Linked DNA regions of Sus scrofa: regions 2 and 3 are each linked to region 1. A link is a contact called in public Hi-C and promoter capture Hi-C data. All regions are on one chromosome and are shown on one strand. The core of a region is the stretch at or near the end of the contact, and the rest is flanking DNA. Distances in the headings are between cores, read along the strand shown. Region 1 has its middle 12 kb from the start of TNRC6C. Region 2 overlaps LOC102162292 (a long non-coding RNA gene). Region 3 overlaps LOC102162292 (a long non-coding RNA gene).

Region 1 (4,547 bases), core at 411-2,910:
ATTTTTGATGGCGGCCACCAAGACTGGTGTGAGGCGACGGCTCACAGTAGTTTTGATTCACATTTCTCTAATAATTAGTGATAATGAACATCTTTCACGTGCTTTTGGCCATCTGTCTGTCTTTGGAGAAATGTCTATTTAGAACGTCTGCCCATTTTTTGATTGGGTTGTTTGGGGGTTTTTTTGATACAAAGCTGAATAAGATGTTTGCATATTTTGGAGATTAATCCCTTGCTGCTTGCTTTGTTTGTAAAGATTTTCTCACAGTCTGTGGGTTGTCTTTTTTTTTTTAATAATTTCCTCTGCTGTATCAGTTTTTAAGTTTAATTAGGTCTCATTTGTTTACTTTTGGTTTTATTTTCATTACTCTAGGAGGTGGATCCAAAAAGATCTTGCTGTGATTTCCGTGGAAGAGCATTCTGCATAGGTTTTCCTTGAGGAGTTTAGAGTATCTGTCAAAGACTTTAAAGCAGTTACCCTAACTGTGCTCCCGGAGGCAAATGAAGGTAAATGCTCTTGAAACGAATGGGAGTATAGGTGTTTAGAGCAGACATGTAGAAACTATAAAAAGAGAACCAAATGGAAATTTCACAACTGAAACATAGGAGATCTGAGTTAAAGACTTCATCAGATGGGCACAATGAAAGAACGGGTATGAGAGGAAAGAGTCTGTGAACTTAATACAGCAACAGAAATGGTCCAACTCGAAGGACAGAGGGAAGACTTTCAAAAACGCAGAGTCTCCTAATGTCCCTGGAGTTCCAGGAGAAGGGGACAAAGAGACTGGCGAAGAAAAACAATCGGAAAAAAATAGTGGGAAACTCCCCAAATTTGCTGACATAGATGAATTTATAGATTCAAAAGCTCTGTGAACTCTAAAAAGAATAAACCCAAAGAAAACCATACCCAGACATGCTATATATTAAGGACAAGCACCTTAATATATGACAAAAGGATATATGCTGTATAATTCCACTTATATGACACTCCAGAAAAAGAAAAATTATAGGAATGTCAAGCAGTAATTGCCTGTGGCTGGGGTTGGAGGGAGATGCTGACTGCAAAGGGGCAGAGCAAGGGAACTTTTTTGGAGGATGACAGAACTGTCCTGAAGCTTAATGTGATGGTAGTTATGTGTCTATAAATGTTATATATATACTATGAAACTTACATAAGTATACACCAGAGAGTAAATTGCACCGTGTGTAAACTTTTCACAAAGTGGGGAAAAAAGGCCCAGCAAAAATAAAAAAGCAAAAGCAAAACAATACTGACCTGTGGTGGGGGGTGGAGATTCTGGAGGAGGCTGAGTCCTCTCGTCGTGCTCCCCCCCCCACCTCCAGCCCTGAGCCAGCGGGAGCTGAAGGTTCAGTTCAGTGGAGGAGGGACATGGAAGGGGCTGGGAGGAACTGAGTTAAAGATTTTCCTCTCCCAAAGGACCAGTGTACCAGGAAGCTGACCGCAGGAACCTTCATTCGGAAGGATGGGGAACTGCCAGAGAGCCAGGAGAGGCCTGCAAAATCAGCTGGCCTCAACGCATTCCAAGAGAACTGACAGTATTTTCATTTTAGTGCTAATACAGACTTCAGCCCCAGGACTTCTCTGGGGCACTTCTTAGCAGTGCTTTCGCTTCTCACCTGATAAACACAGGTCGCGAGGCTTGCTGTCTAACCTCGGGCAGAGACAGATCCATTTCCCTGCTCCGCCCACACTTTCCTGCCTTCTGTTATCTTCTTCCATTGGCTTTTATCACAGAGCAACTGTCCTTCACTGGGCAGGCTTTTCTCTGAACAACAAAGGTGAAGATCCCCCTCTGCTACTGTTGACTCTCAGCTCCCTTTACTCCTCCCTTTGGTAACTGTACCCAGTTCCCTGGAGGATCAGTTCCTCCTCTCTCTGACCTTCAGGGCAGTGGCTCCGGAGGTGTGTCCGGCCAATTACAAATCACGGCAGCCTTTTCACAAAGATGGCGCCGAAGGTGAGGAAGGAAGCCCCTGCCCCTGCAAAGCTGAAGCCAAAGCAAAGGCTTTGAAGGCCAAGGAAGCAGTGTTGAAAGGCATCCGCAGCCACAAAAAAAGAAGATCCCTCCGGATGTCACCCAGCTTCCGATGGCCCAAAACACTGCTGCTCGGGAGGCAGCCCGCATATCCTTGAAAGAGCGCCCCGAAGAGAAACAAGCTTGACCACTGTGCCATCATCAAGTTCCCTCTCCACTGAGCCAGCCATGAAGAAGACAGAACACGACAGGCTTGTGTTCACTGTGGAAGTCAAGGCCAACAAGCACCATATTCAACAGGCTGTGAAGAAGCTCTGTGACACTGATGTGGCTACCGTCAGCACTCTCATCAGGCCTGATGGAGAAAAGAAGGCATATATTCCACTGGCTCCTGACTATGATGCTTTGGATGCTGCTTACAAAATTGGGATCGTCTAAACTGAGTCCAGCTGGCTAATTCTAAATATACAAGTCTTCACTTTAAAAAAAAAAATTAAAAATTGCATTTTCTAGGCCACAGTGCTTTTAGATTCAGGATGACTCTGCATGTGCACTTCATAGGACCATGGTCAAGCTGAAGGTCTCCCCCAGAGGGCCTGAAAATAAAGCTGAAGCCATGGGCGAGAAGCTAAGCAATGGGATGAGAGTTAAGCCTTGAACCCAGGAACGAGGCATTTCTGTGGCCTGGTACCTAGGGCCTCGCCCCTTCCTGGTCCTACCAGGCCAGTGGAGACACTCCTTGGAAAGCAGATCTTGAGTCTACTGGCAAACGGCAGGAGCAGACTCACCTCAGAGAATGTGCTTACATGGGGATTAGCTCTTGCTGCCTAGATTTTGCAGGCTGCTGGGCCTGGCTTTTCAGCTTTTCCTTCACATCGTTCCAAAAGCCCCTCTTTCCCTCCCCCCTTAATTTGTACATAGTCATTTTCTGTTGCTTATAATCAAAGAATCCTGATAAGGACAGTTTCTCAACAATCTATTTATTTAATTTAGACCTTACTAAGTAGGAGTAACTAAGTACTAACCACTTAGTACCTTACCAAGTAAGTGCTAACTGGATTTAGCACTATTTGATTATGACTTGTCTCAAACTAATCATGTTCAGTAAACTTTTTTTTTTTTTTTTTTAGGACTGCATCATGGCATATGGAGGTTCCCAGTCTAGGGGTTGAATCAGAGCTACAGCTGCCAGCCTACACCACAGCCACAGCAACGCCCAATCCTTAACCCACTGAGCGAGGCCAGAGATCGAACCCACAACCTCATGGTTCCTAGTTGGATTTGTTTCCACTGAGCCACGACAGGAACTCGATGTAAACATTTTTAACTACTATAAAAATTGCTATAGGAGTTCCCTGGTGGCCTAACAGTTAAGGACTTGGTGTTATCACTGCTGTGGCTCAGGTTTGATCCCTGGCCCTGGAACTTCTGCATGTCATAGGTGTGGCCAAAAAACAAAACAAACCTGCTTTAGTATTATTGCTATATTACATGTCAGTTACAAGCGCCTGGCCGAAAACACACAAACTCCTCCCCCAAAAAACCCAAACTGCTTTGGTAATAATACTACATTACATGTCAATTACAAGTATAGAAGTTATAGGTAACATTTTGTGAAAATGTTTTCTTTATTTCATTTCTAAGTCTAAAGTAGCCTCAGATTAAGTCAGAAAATGACACTGTAGTTTTTACTGTTGCTCCATTTTCAGAGTCAATTTATATAATAAACTTGAACACATACTTAAATATGTTTAAAGAGAAGCAAATCTCCAACCAATCTCTCAGATACAGTAGTCCTTGTTGGCACAGTCTAGTACGCAAGCTATAGGATTTATTATTATCATTATTATTTGGTCTTTTTGCCTTTTCTAGGGCCACTCCCGTGGCATATGGAGATTCCCAGGCTAGGGGTCGAATCAGAGATGTTGCTGCTGGCCTATGCCAGAGACACAGCAACAAGGGATCCAAGCCACGTCTGCGACCTACACCACAGCTCGCAGCAATGCTGTATCCTTAACCCACTGAGCAAGGCCAGGGATCGAACCTCCGTCCTCATGGACACTAGTCAGATTCGTTAACCACTGTGCCATGACGGGAACTCCAAGAATTTATTATTATTATTAAAGTATACTTGATTTATAATGCTGTGCCAATTTCTGTAGAGCAAAGTAACTCTGTCTCATATATGTGTACATATACATATATATTTGAATATATATATTCTTTTAAAAATATTTTTTCCATCATGGTCTATCCCAAGAGATTGGATATAGTTTCCTGTACTGTACAGTAGGACAAAGTGGTTATTAAAAATAATAAGGATTTCGTTGTGAGAACATTTTAAAATATGTACTGTGTAACCAATGATAAGCATGCTTTACCCCAAAGTGTCTACTTCCAACTACTGAGGAATTGAGAGGCAGGGAATGGTGCGGGCTATTGATTTATTGCCTCTCGGCTCCACACTCCGAAACCTGGGACCTTTAAACATCTTCCTTTGCCAGCCGGCGCCGTGTCACCGTGTATTCAATAGAGGGTGCTAGAGACACGC
Region 2 (4,978 bases), core at 2,262-4,761, 130 kb after region 1:
CATACTGCAGATGCTTTTCTATGTCTGAGGTCTACCACGTTCTTTTTCGAGGGTGTATAGTCTTCCCATTCTGATGAAGGGAATTCCTTGTGGATAGATACTCATTGCGGGGGATTTAGCAGACAGCAAGAGTTTCTAAAAACAGGAATTATTTTGTATTCGATCTATTAGCCTTCCATCAGTAATTATTTTTTATTTTTATTTTTTTGTCTTTTTTTTGTTGTTGTTGTTGTTGCTGCTATTTCTTGGGCCGCTCCCGCGGCATATGGAGGTTCCCAGGCTAGGGGTTGAATCGGAGCTGTAGCCACCGGCCTACGCCAGAGCCACAGCAACGCGGGATCCGAGCCGCGTCTGCAACCTACACCACAGCTCACGGCAACACCGGATCGTTAACCCACTGAGCAAGGGCAGGGACTGAACCCGTGACCTCATGGTTCCTAGTCGGATTCGTTAACCACTGCGCCACGACGGGAACTCCCCATCAGTAATTATTTTGTATTCGATCTATTAGCCTTCCATCAGTGCCTCTGTAAACAAGACTTGAAATACCAGTGTACAGTACAGTACTGCAAGTGGTTACTTTGTGGAAGCTGTGACTGTGCCCTGACAAGGTGGATGAGTCAAACCAAAGTGAAACACCTGTCCCCGTAGGAAGTGGCTGGGTCTCAGCGGCGTGGGATCAACTGTCCAGTGACACTGTGCCTTCTGAAGGTTGTTGCTTGACCCCTCAGGGGAAGTAGGATGTGGTGGTGACAAGGACACAGGCTGACGATGAGCAGGAAGAGGTTGTTTCACAAAATACGCGGGAGGGAAAAAGCCATATTTCTAAATTATTATTTTGTAGTACATATTTTAAAACGTAAGAAAATAGGAGTTCCTGTTGTGGCTCCGTAGGTTAAGGATGTGATGTTGTCTCTGTGAGGACGCAGGTCCTATCCCTGGCCTTGCTCGGTGGGTTAAGGATCTGGCATTGCCATAAGCTGCAGCATAGGTCACAGATGGGGCTCAGAGCCTGTGTGGTTGTGGCTGTGGCTGTGGCGGTGGCTGGCAGCTGCCGTTCCGATTCCACCCCAGCCGGGGAACTTCCATGTGCAGCCATAAAAAAAGAAAACCAAAAAAAAAAAACACCCGTAAGAAATATTATAGGCGATCAATTTGAATATGCTATTTGAACTCTAAAAAAGAGATATTCTAATTGGCCTCTTCCCCAACCCAAACCCAAAAATAACCCCCCTTTTTTTGTGACTTGCATTTGGCTCACTGCATCTTTGGGTTTTCCTTGTACAGATGCGTAGTTGCTCACAGTGTCTTTTGCTGTTACAAACAACACGGAAATAAACCTTCTTAAATGTTCTGTACTTGAGGTCAACCTGGAAAAGGGCCGTGTCAACAGGTTTGGCCACTTAAAAATTTTATATCTGCTGCCAACTGTCCCTCGTGAAGCTTCGAGTAATTTGTCCCCCTGAAGTGGTCTATGACAGTTCCCGTGGGTGACACTTTGTTAAGTTCAGGGGGTTTTGAGCATTTTCCGTGGAACTGGGTCGGGCTTGGGCTGAGAGGGAAGTGCAGGGACTCCGGGCCCCGCGGTGGGGCGGCCACCACGTGACCCGCCACCAGGCTAGAGGCTGATGGATTGAAGGTGAGGCGGGAATGCTGGTGGGAAGACCCATCCCAGGCCAAGTGGAACCTACTCTGGCAGGCAGTATAATAAAAATCAAATTCAAACAGTCCCCCGTCTTAATGATTTTTAAAAACCCTACGTAACTCCCGAGCCCAGGAGCGGCTAGTCTGGGGACCGACTGTTTGATGAAACTGACCTCTTTCTGCTCAACGTGGGAAGACTCTCCTGCCCTCCGAGGTCTGGTTAGGGGCTCTTCTGCCCGCCTTGCGTACCCTGAGCGTGGGGCTTGGCTGCAGGAAAATGGATCGGCGTGGCTGCGACCCACTCTCCTAACGGGGGGGGGGGACGTGTGGTGGTGCTGGGGGTCAGAGCGCCCTCAACCAGATCTCCAGCCGGGTCGTTCTGCTGTTTAATGTGATTTGCTGTGAACAGCTGCCTTTAAGCTTTTCCCGGGTGTTTGGAGGCCTTGGGGAGAGGAGTCCGGGGACCAGGCTCCATCCTGCTCTGTGTGGACACTGAGCCCAGAGATGAACCCAGAAGGGACGGGCGCGGGTGTGACCCCAGCCGCCAGCGCTGACCGCTGACCTGAGGCCGGGCACTCTCCCTCCCGCCCGGCCAGGGCTGGAGGCTTCCAGGGAGGGGCTGCACTCTCATTCTGCCCTGGCCTCGGCGAGAAGGAGGTGGCGACGCTGAGGAAAGGCTTTGGGCAGAGGAAGGGATGTCGGGCCCCTAGACTCCAGCCACGCAAGAGATGTCCCTGGGAGCCCGCTGGCATCGGCCAGACCCCTCCCCTCTCCCCTTCCCCGCTGCGTGCGGGCCTGCTGGCTCTGCCCCCCGGGAGGGGAGTGGGAGGTGACCCTGCAGGTCGCCTGGAATAAAGTAATGGGAAGAGAACCCTGATTCATGGGAGGGACTTGGATGCCAAGGAAACTCCCTCAGTGGCTTTCCTTTCTTCAGCCGCTGCTTCCCGGGGCGGGGACAGCCGCCTTTGCTTTTCAGCGGCCGTGTGTGACTCAGAGGCCGAGGTGCCCAGGGAGGAGAGGGCAGAAGACCCAGGTGTGGGGTGAGGACGGGCCTGTGTGGGAGGGCAGAGCGGGAGCTCGGACGCAGGCATGGTACCAGCCTATGCCGATCGGTGGTGAGGCGTCGGGAGTTTTCTCCAGACCAGCTCTGGGCTGTGGGTTCTGCATGCTCGCCTTCTTCCACCCTCATCTCATCACCTCCGGGCAGCGGGCAGTGTCTATGGATGCCCCTGTTTGGAGGAGGACGCAGAGTGTGCCCGAGAGAGTGTCTCTGATTCCAAAGTCCCATTGCTTCAAGGTCATGAGCTGCTGCCTCTTGGCCCCAGGGCCTGTCCTTGAAGCGAATGAAGGCAACCCTCACAGAAGGTGGCACATGCTCCCAGGGCACGGCTAGGGGAGCTGCGCGGCGCTGGGGCATCCGGAGGGAAGGGGTTTGTCTTGCTTATCCTGGGTGAGGCTGGCACTCTCTGGATCTTTCCGGCAACCCGCTCTCCACTGGCGCAGGGCTGTGGAGGGCCTGGAGGCAGCGGGTACTTCTGGGCACACATCTGGGAGACCCTCACTGCCTCCCTAAGGCTGGTGTGAGCAGGTGGGAGGTAGAACCGTAAACAAGAACCAGCGTATCGAGATCTTAACCTTTCACACAATAAAGCCCCAAACAGCAGAGCAGGGGAAGCGCACAAAGAAACGCGGCAGGTTTTCTCAACTGCGGGGTCACGCCCTGAAGATGCTGCGGGCAGCTCGGAGCTCTCTGCCGCCCGGACCCCTCCTCTTTCTGCCGCTGGGCGCAAGCACAGTGCTGCCTCGCAGCCCCTCCACCTCAGCGGATACCCTGGCCTGACTCCAAGGCGCAGAAAGGCCTCGCAGTGTTCTCTCTCCGTTATGGTCCTCAGACGCTGTGAGTCATGCGTTTGTATTTTTAGCAACACACAGGAATCTGCTGCATGAAAAAGAATCAGAGGGGCACTTGCCCGATTAACCCAACAAAGGCAATTACTTTGGATCTAACCCACAGAGAGGGGCTGGCCGGGCAGTGCTCCTTGATCCAGGAAAGAGACAGAGGGCTGGTGGTGCCCCAGGATGAACGTGCCCCAAGGGGTCCCCTGGGCACCCACGTGGAGCTGCCTCTCCAGGTGGGTGGTGGGCTTGGACCTGGAGCCCTGGGCATTGTGGACACTGGGCTGGCTCAGGGCAAGCCGTCTCCACCTGGAAAGGTGAAAGCAGGTGGGTTCCGTCCGCCCAAGTCCCCAGCGCCCCCCACCGGCTGCACGGCCTCCAGGGAGCCCTGCCCAGGCTAATCATGGTTCTTCTGTCCCCACCACTTGACCATCTGCCTAATGAAGTGGCCGAGCATTCGGCACATAGAGGAGGGGTTGGCCCAGGTCTTCCTGGCTTCTCTTACAGGACCGCAGGGAAGACAAAATGAAAGGACGCGGAGAAGCACTCTGCTAAATTAAAAAGCATGATGCAAATGAGGTGCAGAATAATTCTCATCGCCCCCTCCCCGGAAGGTGGCCCTCTGGATGCTGGGTGGGGCTGAGCTTCCTGAGATGAACCTGTCATTCATCAAAGATCAGCTCCCTTTGCTCCTGGAAAGAAACGCAGATTTCTGTGGGTTGCATCGTGTAGCGAGGTGGCCCCTGCATCCCCTGCTTTGTCAGTTCAGAGCTGTGGTCCCCTCTCTGCTGCCTTGTACTCCTGGGGGGCCCACAGGGCCACCCCGAACCCCAGCACCCACAGAAGGGGAGCAGGCCTGTGTAAACGTCCCCATCATGGACGCCCAGAGCATCTGAGGCAGGAGGGTGCTCTGGGTCCAAGCCAGCGGGCTCGAGTGGGTTGGCACCCCTCCCTCACCCCATTTAGGCCTCTCAGCTTCCTGCAGGCTGATCTCACAACAGTTCTCTTGCAATTGCCCTGAGTCTTTTTTAAAATTGGATTGATTGATTGATTGATTTTTGTCTTTTGTCTTTCTAGGGCCGCACCCGCAGCATATGGAGGTTCCCAGGCTAGAGGTCTCATCGGAGCTGTAGCCGCCAGCCTACGCCAGAGCCACAGCAATGCAGGATCCGAGCTGAGTCTGCAACCTACACCACAGCTCATTGCTCCGCCGGATCCTTAACACACCGAGCAAGGCCTGGGATCGAACCCGAATCCCCATGGATACTAGTCACGTTTGTTGCCACTGAGTCACAACGGGAACTCCAGGAACTCCTTTTAAAAAAAAAAAAGTGTGAAAATAGCATAACAACATTAAATTTCTGAAAAAGTCTAAATCACCCACAAGCCCTCCGTTAACACAACGTGGCCTCTCCCCCCCCACCTCCCACCCCCCCCC
Region 3 (4,560 bases), core at 2,003-4,502, 150 kb after region 1:
TTTCTCCATCACGGCTCAGCCCTTTCCCCTTCCCTCCCCTGAAGCCCAGACCCTGCCTGCCACACCATGGCTGCCAGGAGCCCAGTGTCACCCTGCATGAAGGGGCACGTGGTGGAGACACACATGTCAGAGGCACCAGGAAGGGGGCCGTCTCTGCCTAGAGGAGGCGGGGACTGAGGTGGGGGGGAGCTGGCAGGGTCCTGCTGCTGTGTGCATGGACCATAATGGAACCTCTGCTGCCTGGTCCTGCCCAGACCTCACGGAGGACGCAGCTGGATGCAGACGGAGAGTTGGGGCTGCTTTTGCCCTCCGAGGAGCCTTCCTCGGCCTCAATCCTCTGCCCCCACTGCTCCAGCCCCATGGGTCCTTCCTGGGGACCTGGTCCTGGGACAAGGCCCAAGCACCACCCCTGCATCTTCCTCTCCTCCTCCCCCACTCCTGGTACCATACATACACTGAAGCATCTAGGACCTCAGCGGCGCAGAGAAGAAGCGCACGGAAGCTCCGGGCGTCTGGACCGCTTACGGGAGCCTGGATGTCAACTTTGCCTGATTTTCTAATTTCATCTCTTACAAGCTGTGGGGATGCTAACATGATTAAGTTCTTCACACAATTTATTAGCATCATGTTGGAAATCCAGTAGTATATTCTACTGGCTGAGTAATCCAATTAGCAAAGTGTATTTATTTCGTGGGAATCTTAGCCTCACACCGTCCCACTCAGGCCCGGTCTCCCCGCCTTCTCCTTGGCTTTCTGCAGCAGTTTCCCTGGTGGGCGGGGCCTTGGGGAAGGGGCGAGGAGGGGCGAGGGGTGGCCCCGCCTTCAGCCTGAGCAGACGTGAACACCCCCCCTTTACAGAGGAGCGAACAGGTCGCTGCCCAAGACTCTTGGGTAATGAGGGTCTGAAGCCACATGAGCCCCCATCACGCCCCTCCCTCCCAATCGCAGTTTGTTTCTGTCTCCAGGGAGCAGGGAGGGGCCCAGGGTCAATGCTGTCCCCCCAGCCCTCCTTCAGGGGGGAGATGAAAAGGGATTCTGGCAAAGCGGCAGGGACCTCGGCAACCCCAACTCTCCCAAGTGGGTGGTGGGTTCAGCAACCCCTTCACTCCCTTTGCGGGTGCAGCTCAGGGGGCGCCCCGAGGGGGAGGCGACGCGCAGGTGTGCTGGCCTCCTGCCAGCAGGAATCACAGGAGGAAACAAAGGGACCTGGCCTGGGCATCCTCGCTCCAACCTGCGCCCTCCAGGATTCTTCTACCTGCAAGGACCAGCCCCTGTGTCTGGCCCGGTGGGTGGGCTTGCCTCTTTAGAGACCCCAAGACACCCCCCCGCCACCAACCGGGGGGTCCCCGTCCTCTTCCCAGAAAGGCCGTTTTAAGGCTCCCAGTGGAGTTCTCCCACCCCCCTGCCTGTGCCCCCAGACTCATGGCTGCGGTGTGCCACCTTCCACATTAATGACAGGCGCGCCGTGGAAGACGGCTGCTCCTGCCAGTGGGTTTCGCTGACATCACACCGCCCGCGCCGAGCAGCACACCCTAAGGCAACTGAGATCCTAATAGCTTTCTCCAAGACGCCCGGCATCAGTTTTGACACCGGGCGCTTTCTTCTTCCTCCCCACAGCTCGCTTTATAACTCTGTCATTGCCATTGATTTTGACTAAAAGAGAGAGAAAAAGCCTGCTCCTGCTAATACCACTCTAAGTCAGGGAGGTGGGGAGCTCTGGGAAGAGCCCGCCAGGGGCCAGAAGTCAGAGGTTTGGGGCTGGGGTCTGCACAGGAGGCACCCCCCCACGGATCCCCTGCGGGGAGGGTGTGAGAGAGAGGGGGAGAAGGGGGCTGGGCACTGATGGTGGGTGAGTCGAGTCCCTGGTCGGGGAGGGGGCGGCTCTCCGAGCCCCCCCTCCACCGCCTGCACTCGTGGAGTGTGACAGCAGCGCATTTTGAGAGCTGGCACAGAGGTGCCCCGTGTACAAACGTGCCGATCTGGGCGCTGAGGGTAACGAGAGGCTGGGTGATTCCGCGCCCTCCTGCCGCAGCCCCAAGCATATTTAGCTTAAGGCGAGGCTCGGGGAGTAGTACAGGGCCTTCTCCGAGACCCCTGCTTGAAGGCTCTCTCTCTAAGAAGACAGGCGGGCACCCTCCTCTCCCACCAGGTCCCACGGCCAGGGCTGGTCTCTCTAACTCTGAGGAGGCGGGGGGAGGGCAGTCTCCTCTCAGTCTCCGCCCCCCCCCCCCCCCCGTTTCCTTCGCCCACCTCCTCCAGACTGGGTGCCCCCACACTGAACCCAGGGGAGAAGCTCTTCCCATTTTCCACGTGCCCCATTCTTCTGGGCCTTTGCTGGGTCACCAAGGCCCTCCTGTGGGGGGAGAGTCCTGCCGTGCAGGGGACAAGAGGCGTGTCTGTAAATACTGATCCTCCAAGGGGGAGGTTGAGGAGTGGGGGTATCTGGTGACAAGTGCAGACACAAGAGGGCCACACGGATTCTGGGAGCCCCTGGTCAGGAGGTCTGTCCCCTGTGGCCAGGGCTATTGCCCTGTTCAAACCGTGCAGCGAGGCCCCTCAGTGGGCATCTAGAGCCCCCGCGAACCAGGGGCCCTGGAGCATGTGCTGTTTTCCTGTAACTGTCCTTCTCAAGTGGAAGTTCACGTTAACTGCGCGGCCAGCTGCTGTGCGATGGAAAAGCCATTACAGCCCCTTCCTGTCCTTTTGATCAAACCCTTCGACTCCCAGGGCGCCCTCATTTCTGATTGTTGGAAAAGCACATTGACGGGGCGGAGGGGGGGCGGTGGTGCAGGCCCCTCCAGGTGACCAGGCTCCGGTCCTGGAGGAGGACAATTCGGGCAGACCCCTTCCTTGGGGCTCTGAGCCCAGCGCCGTCTGCAGGCGAGGGGTCTTCCTTGGGGGTCTTGAGTAGAGCCCCGTGCATGGGCTCCCGCAGGCGGAGTCAGCCAGCTGTGCCACTGGCTACTCTCTGGGCATCTTGGGGTGGGGTTTCCATGCTGCTTCTCAGCAGGACAGCCATGCTCCCCAGCCGCTCACAGCAGTCCACCGTGAGGGCAGCTGGCTCTTCTTGCAGCATCTGCCCAGGCCAAGCTGGCAGTTTCCTGCATTTGCAAAGCCAGGGCACTGAGAGGATGTGGGAGGGGCAGCTTCCGGCCCTGGCGTCTTGGCAGCCGTTCCCAGGCAAGAATCCACCCCCAGCCCTGCCATTGGTTCTCCTGCCTCTTCCGGGCAGAGTGGGGAGCAGCGCCTGCTCCTCGGGGGCTGGTCCATCCCATCACCCAGGCTGCCCAGGGGCGGTCATACCCACTAGATTAGGGGACCCCCTGGGGCCCGGTGCCCTCCTGCCAGCCGCACAAAGAGGTCAGCCTCGTGCCTGTGCCGTAGGCCTCTGTGGCGTCATTTACCTTGTCCGCTGCCAGCTTGGCTGGCCCTCCTTCGCTCCTCCCCGGGGCCTCTGCCCTTCACAGTGCCCTGTTGTTGCTGGAAGAGCAGGCAGGCACCCTGGCCCTGGCTTTCCGCCCTGTCTCCTGGAGGGCAGTGTTTGGTTGGCCACCGCAGGCAGCCCCAGGGCTGGCTCGGCTAGTGGGGAACTGGACGCCCTTCTGGAACACCAGCTTCCCAAGGGCAGGCCCCACTGGCTTCTCCATGGCTGCACTTCCAGCATCCAGAGCAGCACCGAGCAGGGCTTAGGGCGCAGGGGTGAACATACAAGTGACCAAAGAGGTGACAACACCCCTTCCCTCCCCCAGCCCGGAGTGGGTGCATTGGTACCTTCCCATCGAACAGAAGCTGACCTCTGGGAGGCCCTGGGCCCTGGGCAGTGAAAGGCAGGCCCAGGATGGAGGGGTTGTGTGGTGAGGGGCAGGAGAGGCAGGGGGAGGGCCGAGCCTGGAGAACTCCAGAAGCCTGGATCAGGAGAGACCCCTGCTTATCAGGAGTCCCTCCGCCTCCAGCCAGAGTGGCTGGATAGGCCACCCCGTTGGCGTGGCCTCGAGGGTAGGAAGCCATGTTGTGCAGGGACCCAGGTCTGGGTCCACATTGCTGTGTGACCCCAGGGAGACTTCTCAGCCTCTCTGTGCCTGTTTCCCATCAGTTACAGAGGAGTGACAACAGCCATAATCGCAGGGTTATTAGGAAGACTCAATGTGATGATGCATGAGAATGTTTAAAATAGTCCCGGCACATGGTTAATTTTTAATAAATTTTAGGGATAAGTTGCCAGTAATAATAATAGCCAAAGTGCAGATGTTGATAAGACCCTCAGGAAATAAGAGGCTTGTGTTTTGTACCCCAGACCACGGCTGGCTGTGTGATCTGGGCACATGCAGTTGTCTCTGGTCTCTGGATGAGCTCCCTGTTAGTTACCGTCAGAGGGGCCTGGGGCAGATGGCTGCTGGGTCTGAACTTGGTCCTGTGACCTTTCCCCGCTGAGTGGTGGGAGCGCTTGGGCTCACCCTTTGCAGTTCCAAGAGCGCGTACATCCCATCCTTGCGCCTTCTCTGGGCCGTGCTCTGGCCAGTGGCCGCCGTCATCAGGTTCCCAGGGAGCAAACCAAGGCCC

The links. Promoter capture Hi-C pulls out the DNA fragments that hold promoters and counts their contacts. A called contact is a pair of places that touch in the nucleus more often than the background predicts.
Region 2: a promoter capture Hi-C map of liver shows a contact between it and region 1, with 2.1 times the contacts expected there. The contact joins two enhancer-like sites. A contact is called at or near these places in 1 of 5 promoter capture datasets (liver) and 1 of 47 Hi-C or Micro-C datasets (heart right ventricle).
Region 3: a contact with region 1 is called in a Hi-C map of heart right ventricle, with 2.1 times the contacts expected there. The contact joins two enhancer-like sites. A contact is called at or near these places in 2 of 47 Hi-C or Micro-C datasets (embryonic fibroblasts and heart right ventricle).

The regions. Positions count from the first base shown.
Region 1 is chr12:3,949,066-3,953,612 of Sscrofa11.1, forward strand. It overlaps the pseudogene LOC106504791. Among named protein-coding and RNA genes, the nearest start is that of TNRC6C, 12 kb to the left of the region's middle. Within about 2 kb of position 1,661, at least 14 of the 83 cell types and tissues checked have an H3K27ac peak or open chromatin away from gene starts, as enhancers often do.
Region 2 is chr12:4,076,095-4,081,072 of Sscrofa11.1, forward strand. All of the region lies in intron 2 of LOC102162292 (a long non-coding RNA gene), which reads left to right. Among named protein-coding and RNA genes, the nearest start is that of TNRC6C, 140 kb to the left of the region's middle. Within about 2 kb of position 3,512, at least 19 of the 83 cell types and tissues checked have an H3K27ac peak or open chromatin away from gene starts, as enhancers often do.
Region 3 is chr12:4,098,034-4,102,593 of Sscrofa11.1, forward strand. All of the region lies in intron 2 of LOC102162292 (a long non-coding RNA gene), which reads left to right. Among named protein-coding and RNA genes, the nearest start is that of TNRC6C, 160 kb to the left of the region's middle. Within about 2 kb of position 3,253, at least 31 of the 83 cell types and tissues checked have an H3K27ac peak or open chromatin away from gene starts, as enhancers often do.